2 separate regions of the Mus musculus genome follow, and region 2 is linked to region 1. A link is a contact called in public Hi-C data. All regions are on one chromosome and are shown on one strand. The core of a region is the stretch at or near the end of the contact, and the rest is flanking DNA. Distances in the headings are between cores, read along the strand shown. Region 1 holds the start of Twist2 (twist basic helix-loop-helix transcription factor 2). Region 2 has its middle 23 kb from the start of Gm46242.

What was found. A called contact is a pair of places that touch in the nucleus more often than the background predicts.
Region 2: a contact with region 1 is called in a Hi-C map of uterus, with 2.1 times the contacts expected there. The contact joins the enhancer-like site here to the promoter of Twist2 in region 1. A contact is called at or near these places in 5 of 39 promoter capture datasets (the 3T3-L1 cell line, 3T3-L1-derived adipocytes, the SN4741 cell line and 1 more), 1 of 15 datasets of contacts at CTCF or cohesin (the NIH/3T3 cell line), 10 of 484 Hi-C or Micro-C datasets (the 3T3-L1 cell line, 3T3-L1-derived adipocytes, adipose-derived mesenchymal stem cells and 3 more), 5 of 115 datasets of contacts at active chromatin or transcription factors (double positive thymocytes, embryonic fibroblasts, embryonic forebrain and 2 more) and 1 of 9 other capture datasets (adipose tissue).

Annotation. Positions count from the first base shown.
Region 1 is chr1:91,797,211-91,804,571 of GRCm38.p6, forward strand. Twist2 (twist basic helix-loop-helix transcription factor 2) reads left to right here and starts at 4,251. Exons shown (of 2, transcript NM_007855.3): 1 at 4,251-4,939. The coding sequence starts at 4,417. The coding sequence ends at 4,899.
Region 2 is chr1:91,853,342-91,859,803 of GRCm38.p6, forward strand. No RefSeq gene overlaps it. Among named protein-coding and RNA genes, the nearest start is that of Gm46242, 23 kb to the right of the region's middle. Within about 2 kb of position 5,155, at least 58 of the 459 cell types and tissues checked have an H3K27ac peak or open chromatin away from gene starts, as enhancers often do. A contact at or near this core is called in 3T3-L1-derived adipocytes, adipose tissue, adipose-derived mesenchymal stem cells and 4 more, where this site is marked.

The sequences.
Region 1 (7,361 bases), core at 3,001-5,500:
GGAAGGGAGGATGGAAGGGAGGATGGAAGGGAGGATGAAAGGGAGGATGGAAGGGAGGATGGAAGGGAGGATGGGAGGGAGGATAGAAGGGAGGATGGAAGGGAGGATAGAAGGGAGGATGGAAGGGAGGATGGGGATGTTTCCACCCTGACACTGGGCTCAATCCTGGTAACACCGAAAACACAGGGATAGCATCCTTTGCTTAAGGTCGTAGCACACAGCCACTTGAAGGAGTTCTAAAAGCAGAATCCTTCCTATCTATAGTCTGTAGCTTGGGCATGACTCTATCCTTGGCAGCTGCTGTGACGCGGAGGCAGGGGATTGGCTCTAGGATGCTATCACTTTCTGGAACTTGTCAGGCTCCTCTCTAGGAATCAGTCAATCAAGGTGGGACTTGCTTCAACCTGGGTGAGAAGCATATGAGCTCTGGCCAGGCAGATGCTCGCTCAGGGAAGGTCCTGGATGCATGCAAATCCAGCTAGGAAGGGCACCACCTGTGACATAGCATTGTTAGTAAGCAACCAGCATGATTCCCAAACAGCTCTAACATGCAGCAAAGCAATTCCAAAGACTCCTGCGGTTAACAGAGATGAGCTACCAGCTTGACATAATTCTCAAGAGCTCACCTCTGGAATTAGTGCTCCTATAGACAAGGTGCCCCATTCAGTGCCTGCTATGTCTAACGGTGATTCAAAAAGGAAAGTACACAACCTCTCCTGCTGTGCAAATCACTGGTGAGCCACCGCCAGGAACAATGATGTAGAAAGAAGCAAGAAGGCATCTTCAACCTCTTGATAAATGCCACAGATCCCGTTTTTGTTTGTTTGTTTGGTTGGTTGGTTGGTTTTTGTTTTTGTTCTGTTTACACAAACACTGGTTTCTGTCACCTACTTATGCTTCTTTGCCTCTCTCAACTCAAGAGAAAGTAATAAGCCACCAGTTCCCCAGTAGCTCTGTTACATATCTGATCTCACATCTCACCTCTTAGCTAAGTCTGCGGAGCCCACAGGTAGGCTCAGTGCACCTGAGACTTGCAGTAGCATTTAAATGTATACGTTTATCACTCTTTATATAGCTTTGGGGGAGGGGGAATGTGGGGAAAAATTTTCCTGAGTATCAAGCATACATTTTATTATCCCAATAAAGCTCACAAGCTGTCTGACAGTGGCGTCCCAGCATTGAAGACCATCCCCAGGTCACAGCAGCAACAATGTCCCTAACACCCAGACAGGAGCCATCAAGTTCACTGTGAAAACAGAGTGCCTGGCCCTACTCATTGGCTGAAAGAGAGCAGGCAATAGAAGAAGCTTTCAGAACTCCAGGTCATATTTTTTTATTTAATAAATTGAAGTCCTGTGAAACAAAGTACACATTTTTACATATACGAAAAGAAGCGTTGACATGATTTTTCCACATCGATAATGAATAAATATACCAAGAACTGCATGTGTGCCCATGGACCCTTATTGCATGATATTTCACACACACGTCTGAGTGAGCCTGGGTGGTCTGGTGGATACCCACACACAAACACATTTTGTTCCTGTGTTATTAATACTTCGGTTTTATTAGCCTTATTAATGACTTGGTTTTTAAAAGAAAAAAAAATCAGGTGATATCAATAAGCAGAGTATTATTTCCCAAACTGGCTCATTTTTCATCAGTGCTTCATTTCAAAACTGAATAGAGAAGGCTGCTCACCACCTTCCCGCCATCCCGGTCCTAACATAGGGGAGGCTCTGGTGTGTGTCTGTGCCTTCTTTTTAAGTTTCAACTAAGGCAAGAGAGAGGTTTCCAAATTCCACCAGCAAGAGTTTTTTCCTCAGGCTCTTTACACTTCTGATTTGTTAAAAGTGTTTAAAATAGAAAAGATCAACATAGAAGAAGAGCAAAAACCTAAGTGAGTTGCTGGCTGGGAATTTACAACTGGCCCCAGGGGAAATCTTTAATGCTTGCTCCCAGGTCGGTGGTTCTCAACTTGTGGGTCTTGACCCCTTTGGGGAGCCCACATATCAGTTATCCTGAATATGGATATTTATGCATGTCTGATATAAATATCAGATATTTATAATACTATCCATAACAGTAGCAAAACTACAGTTGCTAAGTAACAATGAAATAGTTGTATGGTTGGTTCGGGGAGTCACCACCCATGAGAATCTGTATTAAAGGGTCGAAGCATTAGGAAGGCTGAGAACTACTGTCCTATGTAAAGGGGAGCCCCCATTCTGAGTGGCAGCTCTATGTTCCATGCAATGTCCCCACCCCCATCCTCTGGCTGAACTGAGCCCGGGCAGGCAGCTTGAGACCTACCAGGCTTCTTGGCTGGGCTGTTTTCCTTTCCCTCTCAACTATGACCTCTGCCTGGTGGAGGAAGGGAGGAGGGGAGAGGAGAAGACAGTGAGAAAGAGAAACACAGACACAGGGGAGGGGGTGGCTGCTGGGCTGGGCACCAGAAGGCTTCTGTTGGGAAAACACCCTTTGGTTACAGAGGGAGGACAGTATCACCTGATTTATTTATTTAAGCCGGACTTTAAAGGGGATCCAGGTCAGGAGATGCCTCACCCGTTTGAGTGATACACCCAAACGTGACCCAGCATGCCTGCACCCTATGCCTTCCACCCGGAAGTCCCAGGAAAGGCCGTCTCATGCAGGCAGGAAGCTGGGATCTGGATGCGGTTTTTTGGTCCTTAAAGGAACTTTGAATTTTTAAAAGATGAAGGAAAGGGACATTGGATAAAATGTGGCCTTCCCAGAAGGCAAGTCAGCCTGGCAATGGGCACTGTGGCTGAAGGAGACCTTTAACTACCCTTCTGAAGCCTGAGAATGTTTAAGGAGCCACAGAGCTGTGACAGTCCTCTGTGAGTGGGCCTGCTCTCCACAGAGCATTGTTCCAGTGGTGCGTGTTGCATGTCCCCAAAGGTGGAGAGCCCAGGCCTTTGGTGAGGGGGCAAGAAGTGGCATACACAGCTCTTCCAGCTCCTTAGACAGTGGTCTCAACCCGAGGGCCCCACATCGGGGGCCCTCCCCACTGCCCCCAGGAGTGGCTGAGGCTGTAGCAGTCTCTGGCCTCAGGTTCAACTTCAATAAGACCTAGTTAGCCCTTGATCACAGGGCTTCTCTGACAGCCATGCTCAAGCCTGGCCTAGTTGAGCCCGGGTCACCTGGGAATAGGTTCAAAGGCAAGGAAGCTGTAAACCACCTCCAGGCCCCAGCTAGAGCGGCCTGGCGAACAAAGAGACCCCAAGCACTTCAAACGCGCTGGCTGGCGCTCGGCGCTCAGAGTCCAGATGGCAAAGGGCCGGGATCCGTGATGTCTGTTCACCAAGGCCTGGCCCAATGTTCTGCAATCCTGAGCCCTCCTGCCCTGCCCATCAGTGCCCAGGGCAGGGGACTTCAGACAGGTTCAGCCTCTCCCTAGTCTCAGTGTTCTGGGCCCACCACCCGCCTGCAAGTGAAGCACAGTACAGAGGCTGAGGCTGAACCCCAAACCGGGATCCAACACTCAGGGCAAGGTCAGGTAGGCAGGCATGGCGGGCACATGGGCGCTCCCGCAGAGGCTCGCTGTGATGCCTAAGCTATAAAGCATTTAGGGGGCAGGTTCTGAAAACGTGTCCAGGCTGAAGTAGCCCAGAAAATCGGGATTGAAAAAGGATCTCCAACTTGCATACTGGCCCGAGCCGGGCGGCGTCTCTATAGATCCTAGAGGCGAGATCGTGGGGGTGGACATCTCTGCCAACAGGCGAGTATCTGCCCTGCCCCGGGTCGTGGCACTCTGCCTGCACAGCTCCACTCACTGCGGGCAGGATCGCGTTGCAGACGCCGGAGGTCTCAGTGCGCGCCCCAAGAGGCTCCCAGCTGCGTCCTTGGTCCACGGAGCACATCTGGGCTTGGACTTGCCTCCTCCACCCCTCGCAGAGACCCTGAACCCTGGCAGGGCCAAATCTGCTCCAGGAGACTCAGACAAAGGCAGGCACCGTTGAACTTAGAGGTCAGCACCGCTGATTAGCGGCCCGCGCCTGGGGTAGGAGCGCAGGCTGAGCGCGCGGATCTGGCCTCCGAGATGCGGGCCACAGTCAGGGCCGAAAAAAGCGGAGACAAAACTGAAAGTGCCGCCCGGGGGGGGGGGGGGGGGCGGGGGCGGCCGGCGAAGGCCCCAGAATTTGTCCTGCCCCTGGCCACGGTGGCCAATCAGCGCGCCGCCCTCGCTCCTGACAGCTATTTAGCAACCCAGCCGGGATAGAGTTTCCAAAAAAGTTAGAATAACTTCCTCTCCCGGAGACCTCGGTTTTGCACAAGCCGGCCTCGAAATCAGAGCCTTTGAGAGCGACCCGGGAGCCTGTGCTCGGCGGCCGCGGGCTTGGCCAGTGGCGTGCGCTCGGCGCCCCCCAGCCCCACGCGCGCCGGGCGGGCGCCATGGAGGAGGGCTCCAGCTCGCCGGTGTCCCCCGTGGACAGTCTGGGCACCAGTGAGGAAGAGCTGGAGAGGCAGCCCAAGCGCTTCGGCCGGAAGCGGCGCTACAGCAAGAAATCGAGCGAAGATGGCAGCCCGACCCCGGGTAAGCGCGGCAAGAAGGGCAGCCCGAGCGCGCAGTCTTTCGAGGAGCTGCAGAGCCAGCGCATCCTGGCCAACGTGCGCGAGCGCCAGCGCACCCAGTCGCTCAACGAGGCCTTCGCCGCGCTGCGCAAGATCATCCCCACGCTCCCCTCTGACAAGCTCAGCAAGATCCAGACGCTCAAGCTGGCCGCCAGGTACATAGACTTCCTCTACCAGGTTCTCCAGAGCGACGAGATGGACAATAAGATGACCAGCTGCAGCTACGTGGCTCACGAGCGTCTCAGCTACGCCTTCTCCGTGTGGCGCATGGAGGGCGCGTGGTCCATGTCCGCCTCCCACTAGCGCCGCGCCGTGCCATCCACCTCCGGAGCCGCAAGCCAGGGTAGGTGCTGCGTGTGGTGGGCATCCACGACGCACGGGTGGGTGGGCGGACGGGCCAGTGTATCTCTCCTCGTGAAGGTACCTCAGGCAACCGCACAGGGATGGGGTGAGCTTCCTCACCCTGCAAGGGTTGGCGCGACCTGAGAAAACTCTCCTACCCCGGGGGCACGCCCAAGGTCTTTTGCCAAGGGTATCCGTTCGGAATCCACCCGCCTGTGGTTCCCCATCAGGGTCCAAATACACTTATTGGACAAATGGTCACTTTTCATTTTTGGTGGATGGGTATCTGTGGGTGACTCTGTGGGGAGCGGTTGTCAAAACGTCTTCCTTAGGCCAGCGGAGGCCAGGAGATGCGATGCCCGCTGGGTTGTGGCCGACCTGTTGCCTCGCGCTCATTCTATGGAGCTGAGGAGCCCACGCGTGGTACAGACAATCCGCTCTTTCTGATCCGCAGTTCCGGCCCGCGCCTTGGATGCTAGGGCGTTCAAGCCCTAGCCGGCTCAGTACGTAAGATGATGCTGGCCCCTGGCGCGGCAGAGAGGTTTCTGTTCAGCGCTGGGGCTCCAGGTTCACAGAGGAGCAAATCTCTGGGCGCCAAGAATGCAGTAGACCCTTGTCGCCCCAAAAGTATGGAACCCTCAAGCGCCCAGGCCTGGGTGGATGTAGCGGCTTGGAGTCTCTGGCTGCCTGCAAGCAGGTGGATCGTATTTAGAGTTGTGTGCTTAAGTACCACCATCCTTGAACTTGGAAAGACACAGAGGCAAGGGATTCAGGCTGGGTAACAGGTCTGAGTGTGCGGTGGGTGTGGATGAAGAAGCAGTGTGAGCAGGGCCTTGCCTGGGAAGAAGGCAGCTCAGCACAGCTGAGCACCGGATTGGTGTTTCAGAGAGCGTTTATCATGTCCTGCACCCGCTGCTTAGCAGACACATCCCAAATCCCCAGGCAGCCCCAGGGGCAGTATCCTGCAGGCTCTGCTTCCCTGAGGCCTTGCTTAGATCTTCGAGGGGAGCGTGGTATAGAAAATTCTTCCCACTTAATTTTCCTTCGTTTTTCATGCATCTTGTGTGTTTTTTTTTAAATGAAAGTCTCCGCTTAACACAGAAAGAATTTGGATTAATCAAGATTAACATGATTATCCATTGTCCCAAACATCTATTTACACTTTTATAATTTTATAATATCTTGAAAGTTGCTGCTGTGGCCACAAAATGTTGGTCTCATACAGTGGGTTTGTTTTCTTTCTTCCTTTCCTTTCTTACCCTCTTTCTTTCTTTTTTTTAAAATCCTTTATTTCTATCATCAAAAAAATGTTTTCATGAAATAACCTCTGGGATACGACTATTTTATAGTTTTTAAGAAGAGCTTTTAACAGAGTCACTTGTGGGAATCTTCCCCTGTGTTTGTCAAAAACAGATGGGAATTGTCTCAATCACGTATTTCTCTAGGAAAGAAAGTTTGGGTTGGCAAAGTACTCGAAGCTTCAGAGGGATAATACATTAATTCTGTTTTTTTGCTGCCTAAATTATGAGTGTCCATTAGTTAAGTTCCACTCACCCCTCTTACCGCCATGGTTTACAACACGTCTGAGGGAGCCGAGACAGATGAAATGCACCATCTTTTTTATACACACACATAGAATTTGTTTAAGGGAAATGTCAACAGAACTATCGTTAAGATAGTCCTTCCGAAAATTATTGAAAGCCAACACTAGGAGATCCTACCCTGATGCAAGAATTTAGTGGGGGCATTTAAAATTCATTTTAAGATAATTGCTCTCTTCAACAACTTTGATTCAATCACAGTTTGCAATCAAATATGTTTTAAAATCCAAAAATGCAATATCTGTAATAAACAAATGAAAAATGTTAAGAGCTTATTTGGACAAAAAGGCATTAAACTATCAGATAACACATTGGGTTGGAAAGCAAGATGCAGGCCTGTTTACTTTCAAATAATCAAATACAAAGGCTAGTGGGCTTAGCTGGTGTCTGGCCACACAGAGGACTCTTTCCAAGGCAATGTGTCCCTGTTTGATGCACTCACTGATGTTGGACCTGCCTTGGTCTGATTTGTTTGGGTTGTGCTAACTAGCACCTTTATGTTCTTATTCTTAACCCATCCTTCTTAAGGAGCATAAATGCAATTGTAATTACTTTAATCTTCTAGAAATGTTGCTAATTGTAATTGGTTATTTCTCTGTAACATTTCCAAGGAACATTAATTACAGCCCTGGAGGGAAAGGAACCTAGACATTTCATGAACTGTATATACTTTTAATGTCTATTGTGACATATTTTTACTAACGACACAAAGCTTAAATCGTCCTTGACGGTGGAGAGAAACAGGGCCTGGCCCATGAAGTCCAGCTTATAGTAAAGTTCTTCCTTGGCTGGGTGTTCTAAAACTCAATTAGACTAAGTATC
Region 2 (6,462 bases), core at 3,905-6,404, 57 kb after region 1:
CATGAGCACACATACAATATAAATAAGTAAAGTAATAGAGTAGAAAGGAGTAGAAAACTCCAGTTATAGTTGAAGACTTCAGCCCCTCTTCCAACAATTCCTAGAACAATCTAACAAAAGAACACTAAAAATATAGATGCCAATGGTATCTAATATACATGGAAGCAAAACACCCACAAACAACAGAGTAGACATTGGTTTAAGTGCTAATAAAAACACAAATCAAAGCAGATTGTGTCTTGGGCCATAAGATAAATTCAGTAAATTCCAAAGAGTGAAAATCATAGAAAATGTGTTATCCAACCACAGCATTGTCAAGCCAGAATAGTAATTTGTAACAAAAAAAAAAAAAAATCAACAAATCTTAAACACAAAAGTCAGGAAATCTGGAGAAAAAAATTTAAAGTCATTTAATCAAAGAAAATGAAAATAAAACACATAAAAATTTGAATGACATAGGTACACAGTAGTGGTAAGAAAAAACAGTAACAATAAATGCACGTGTTTTAATGTCTCAAAAAATTTAAATTCTTACATAAAGAATATAAGAGAGAAAATAAATCAGAAGAAAAAAATAAAGATGAGAATAGAAATTCTTGACGTTGAGTATACTAAACAATAAAGAATATCAGGGACACAAATGGGTAAGACAATAATGTTGGCAAATTTAGCAAAACCCACAAAGAAAGGGGGAAGGCAAAAACCAATACCATTCATGAAATTGGAATTTATTACAGATCCTAAAGACCTCAAAAGGATAATAAAGGCAAACTATAGACAGCTTTACATAAATCTGTCAAATTGGCTTTATCAAACCAATCCTAAACACAAAATAAAATCAGCAGCCTTCCACAATTCACCCGGTATGAACTAGGTCGATTGAACAACCCATAAATATTAAGGAAGCTAAATTCATAATTTAATGCTCAAAATTCTACCAAACATTTGACTTGGGACCAATAACAAATCTACAGTCTCAACAATAAAACAAATAGGAGGAAATCATTCAATCTATGAAGCTACCATTACTCAGATACCCAAATCAAACACAGAGAGTTGAAAACACAAAATGCTGGAGGGAGAAGAGATGGCACAGTGGTTAAGAGTGAACATTGCCTGTACAGACGACCTGAGTGCGTGTGGTTCCCAGTGCCAGTCTCTGGGTGGTACACAACTGCCTATAGTTCTAGCTCCAGAGGAGTTAAAATTTTTTTTATTTAAGACATTTACTTTGCATTTATTGTTACCATTTTTTCTTAGCACTACCGTGTTCTCTCTCTCTCTCTCTCTCTCTCTCTCTCTCTCTCTCTCTCTCTCTCTCTCTCCATGGATACACTGATCAAATAAGAGATACTGCAGGAGCACAGGGCTGGTTCAAGATTTTTTTTTTATTGGATTTAACTCCTCCATCCACAACATGGAACTCTTACCTGGTGCATTAACAGAGCCAAAATCCATAGCTTTGTGAGGTCTTAGATCTTAAGGGAGAACCTACTACCATTACTCTACTAAATGGACATCAATAAACTATCTTCAAGTTCTTATCTTTATACCCACAGATAGTATGCCTCTACCCTTTACCAGAGAGACGTTTTACCATAGATGACAATACAGACACCCACAATTAATTAAGAGACCATGGAGTATCCAGCTACAGGGACATGGAACAGCTATATAACACCCTTATCCCCACAAGGCTCAGGCTCATGAAGGAAGAAGGGACAGAGAGCTTATAAGAGCCTGAGATAGTAGACATTTGCAGTAAAACGTTACTTGCTGGACACAACAAAACTATCACACACCCACAGCTGGATAGAACAGGACTGTACTGGTTGGTTTTGTGTCAACTTGACACAAGCTGGAGTTATCACAGAGAAAGGAGCCTCCCTTGAGGAAATGTCTCCATGAGATCCAGCTGTAAGACATTAATTAGTGATCATGATGGGAGGGCCCCTTGTGGGTGGTGCCATCCCTGGGCTGGTAGTCTTGGGTTCTATAAGAAAGAAAGCTGAGCAAGGCAGGGGAACAGCCCTTCATGACATCACTCCTCCACGACTTCTGCTTCAGCTCCTGCCTCCAGGTTCCTACTTGGAGTTCCTACCCTGACTTCCTTTGATGATGGGCAGTGATGTGGATGAGATAAACTATATTTTATATTTTTATTGATACTCAATAGGAAATGGACAAAAGCTATGACAGACATATCAATGGAGAGATTCTATCGCAATGAAACACCACCAGCCACTGGGGAATGAATACCAAGTGTCTCTTCACACTTATCAGAACAGCTGCACACAGGGGCATCCTCATCTCTAGGGAGAGCATCCTGGAGGTTTCTCACTTACAGGAACTTAAAATGAGGCAGCTTCTCTGGAAAGCAGTTTGGATGGTTTTGAAATTTTTAAATACCTCACTACCCTGTGACCCAGCGACTTTGCTCCTAGACAAGTATCCTACAAGTTTGCTCCTGGACATGGATTCTAGAAACTCCTGCTCACAGATGTCTTCAGTGATGTCCTATATTCAAGACAAATTGTGACATAAGCTGAGGTACATTCACGGAACCAAATCTGCCTCCATCATTGAAAGGAACGACTGCGGGCAGCTGGGATGAGTCTCCAGAAAATTACAGTGTGTAGAACAGTGAACTCCAAAAGACTGCATCTGGACAGTCAGGATTATAAAGCATATAAACCGTAGACCCAGGGAACAGAGTAGCCGTTTCAGGGAGCAGGGAAAGACGGGGAAGGGACCCCTGAAGGGTAATGCCAAAGGTCTGGGCATGAGAGAGACCTGGAAATCTGAACTGTCACGCAGGGATGGTTGAATGCTCTTCTCTGACTGCAAAAGGTCCCATTTGCTGTCCCTACTCAATACAAGATGTTGCCATTATTTGACATTGGGTAGAAGTCACATGGGACCTCTGGGCACTATTTTTTTTACAACTGCCTGTGAATATACAATTATTAAAATTCTTAATTAAAACAAGCAATGCTGTGTGAAGATACAATTCATAAAGGGAGTGCTGTCAGCTGTGAGAAACTGTCTCTGCGTTGCCATTGCCATGATGTAGAAGAGACAGTGAAGGGGCTAGAGATTGCTCAGTGGTCAAGAACACTGGCTGGTCCAATGGAGGTTCACAACTGCCTGTCACTCCAGTTTCAGGGCAATCTGATGCCCTCTCCTAGCTTCTGTGGGCACTCCATGCACATGGTGCATATACAAACGCATGTGAACACCTATACACATTAACTAAAACTAAATAAAGGAGAGTGACTCCCATGGGGAAGCTGGGGCTCAAAGGCAGCTTCAGTGTTGGGTGATCTGGGATTATGACTGCTATATGATCAATAGAAGGCCTTACAATTTAAACATCTTCTCAAATCTTCTCCCAAAGTTCCTGTGCTTGCTGGCAAAGCTTCTCCACCACTGCCCTTTGTGAGACCCAAGAGAACAAGGGGACGTAGTCTGTGTGCTTTTCTGCCCTGCTTGTCTGTCAACTCTCACCCCGTGGGGACCTGACCACATATGCGTTCCCTCCTGAGTCTCTGGTCTCCAGCACGCTGCTTGGCAGATAGGCCCATCTCTGTCCCTGGCTGAGTTGTTAGCCCTGTGTGGCCTGGTGCTTTCATTGGCTGTCCCTGCTCACAGCAACATTCTCTGCACTTGTACTTTGCCCAGCTGTCAAGATTCAACCATGGGGTCCCTTCCTGGTCTAAAGAAGATTTATTCCCTTCGGCTAAACAGCAAGCTGGTTCTTATCTATAGGCAAAGTGTTTACAGGAATGGAGGCCGAAGGCAGACAGCCTGTGAGAATGTCATACTCTGGACGTCACCCAGATGACAGGGCTCTAGTTCTGATGCACAGCAACACACTGTACCAGCAGACTCAGCTCCTTGTCTGCCCAAGACCAAGTTCTACTGGGAATAATGTCCACACTTGCTGCTCAGTCTTGGCTCCTAAAGGAATCCCAAGCTGTGGGTCCTCTGTGGCCTCCCAGGTCAGATCCATAGCCAGAATCTAGTCACATGGCAGGAAAGGCTCCAAGCTACTTCTCACTTGGAGAGAAAATACACCCTTGAATTTGCTCTCATTTTTGGCACACTCTGCTTCTATGTTGGATAAGAATTACTTGTGCCTTGTCAACCTTCCCCAGCATGTGACTGAAGCAACGACCTCTGCTCTCCTTCTTACCACCCAAGCTTTCAAGAAAAGGTTTGGTCAGCCAAAATGGCCCTTCGTGGTTGGGGCCAGATGGATGCTGTGACTTCCAACCTAGGTGGTGGCAGATCCCTGGTCATGGACTTGTGATCTGGAACAGCTGAGTCACAGCTCGGTGGGAGCCTGCCTTGCGTGTGTGAGGCCCTGAGTTCAAGCACCAGAAGGTTCTGTTGGTCTCCAGCAGGAGAACTGTGTAAGAAGCCATGCCAGGTGCCCCTGTCAGCTCTTCTGGGGGACACACAATTGGAGCCTGGAGCCTGTAAGTGAATACAGAGACAGGTGGGGGGGGGAATAGGCAGGCAGACAGACAGACAGACACAGAGACACAGCAAGATAGAGACCAACAGGCACGGGGGGAGGGGGCACACCGACACAGATCCACAGATATGTACATACACACAGTGAGAAACAGAAACACAGAGAGAGACGAACAGAAGGACATACAGAAACAGACACACACACATAAGCAGATAGAGAGGAGACACAAAGACAGACTCACACAATACGTAAGACACACATACACACACACACACACACACACACACACACACACACACACAGGGGGTGGGGGTGGGGGGCTAGTAAGATCTCTGACCATTATCTTGCTGACCTAAATCCAGAGCTGCCTTGATCAGAGGCCGTTCCCACTGTGAGGACCTGAGACACTTTGTTAGGGCTGGGAGAGGGTTCTTTCCAGCATGAGTCACTGTCCGCCTCTCTTCCTTAATTAGTGCTCAGGGACTTGCTGTTGTAACTCTAGTGAAGTCCACGGAAATTAATCAAAGAATATCTTAGACCTTAAATACAGCGAGAACTGCCACCAGGCCAAATCCGAAGGCACTGGGACCTGCATGGCCCAGCGCTCCCCTAGAAACTGAGCTTGAGCCTCCCACGTGTCCAGCACTCCCTGTCCTGGCACTTCCTTCCTCGGGGTTTACTTTCTGGAAGGTTTTCTACTTGTTTTTCCAACTATGGCAATTTCTCAATCTACTACATACCACAATCCTCAATAAAAACGGTTCTCATGGAGCCCTGGTCCCGAGGGCTTGGCAAGTATGGCTTCTTGGATGTGGTCCCTGTGTGTCTACACACTCTGGGATGCAAAGCACAGGGGGACTCTGTCCACACTCACATGAACCCCACCCTTGCTAATCTCCAGAAGATCAGCCAGTCTCATAGGTGCCAGAACCAGGGGTTGGCGTGGGAGGTGCCCAGCAAAAGGGTCCTGTGGTTCCAGTTAGTCCCATTGTACTTAAGAGGCTGAAGATATAGTAGGACCACATCCAGAACATGCAAGAGAACAGACCCACAGTTGTAGCATCCAGACTAGGAAGCTGTCTCAGCACCTACAACAACCATCCCAGCTGATCACCCTTCATCTGCAGTGCCCAGCCCAGCAGGCCACCCATAACCTATAGCACCCAGCCTAGAAGGCCCTACTCCACACCCAGCACACAGCTCAGGCACTAGCCTCATCACCCACAGTGCCCAGACTGGGCTGTCTGGAAGCCCTTCTCCCACTAGACTGAAGCCCTCCAGATCAGGACCACTCTACCCATTTCACCCCAGCATCCTCAGCCCCAGCCAATCACAGACCTAGGGGATCAAAGCGCAGACACAGAGGCACATGGACCAGCTTACCCTGCAGAAGCACTGTCATGATCATGATACAATTTTTCTATAAAGCAAACCCCAGCAGAGCAGAGGGGAGAGGTGTGAAATACTGACAAGAAAGGAAGGTGCTCCCACGGAGCCACAGGGGATGACCAGGAATGTAGAGTCCAGCCAAAAAGATAAGTTCACATGGCCTTAGGATCCCCCATAAATCTTCACTGTCTTCATGGCTTGGCTCCTGTGTTGAGTGTAGAGCTTGCCGGAAGTCTTAGAAGGGCTTTCTGCCGTACAGATCTGCCCGTGTGCATGCTCCATCCACAGGGCCAGGCTGGGTCAGTGGGGAAAATGAAGGGCATTAGAAGTTGTATTGAACAAGGCACCCAGGTGGAAATGACAGCCACTGACCAATGGGGTCACTTTGGGCAAGCAGGTGAGCCACTTGGGGTGCTCAATTTACTACTAGGACTTGTGCCAAAGAATAAACAAACCCTATTTGAGGAGATGGAGAGCACCTCCTAGTATTAGGGTTATTAATGGTGTAGACATGGTATTGGGGGAGGTGTTTATGTCCTAGAAGTGCTCTAGTGACAGGCATAAGGCAGACTGAGTCCCCAGAGCAAGAGGCA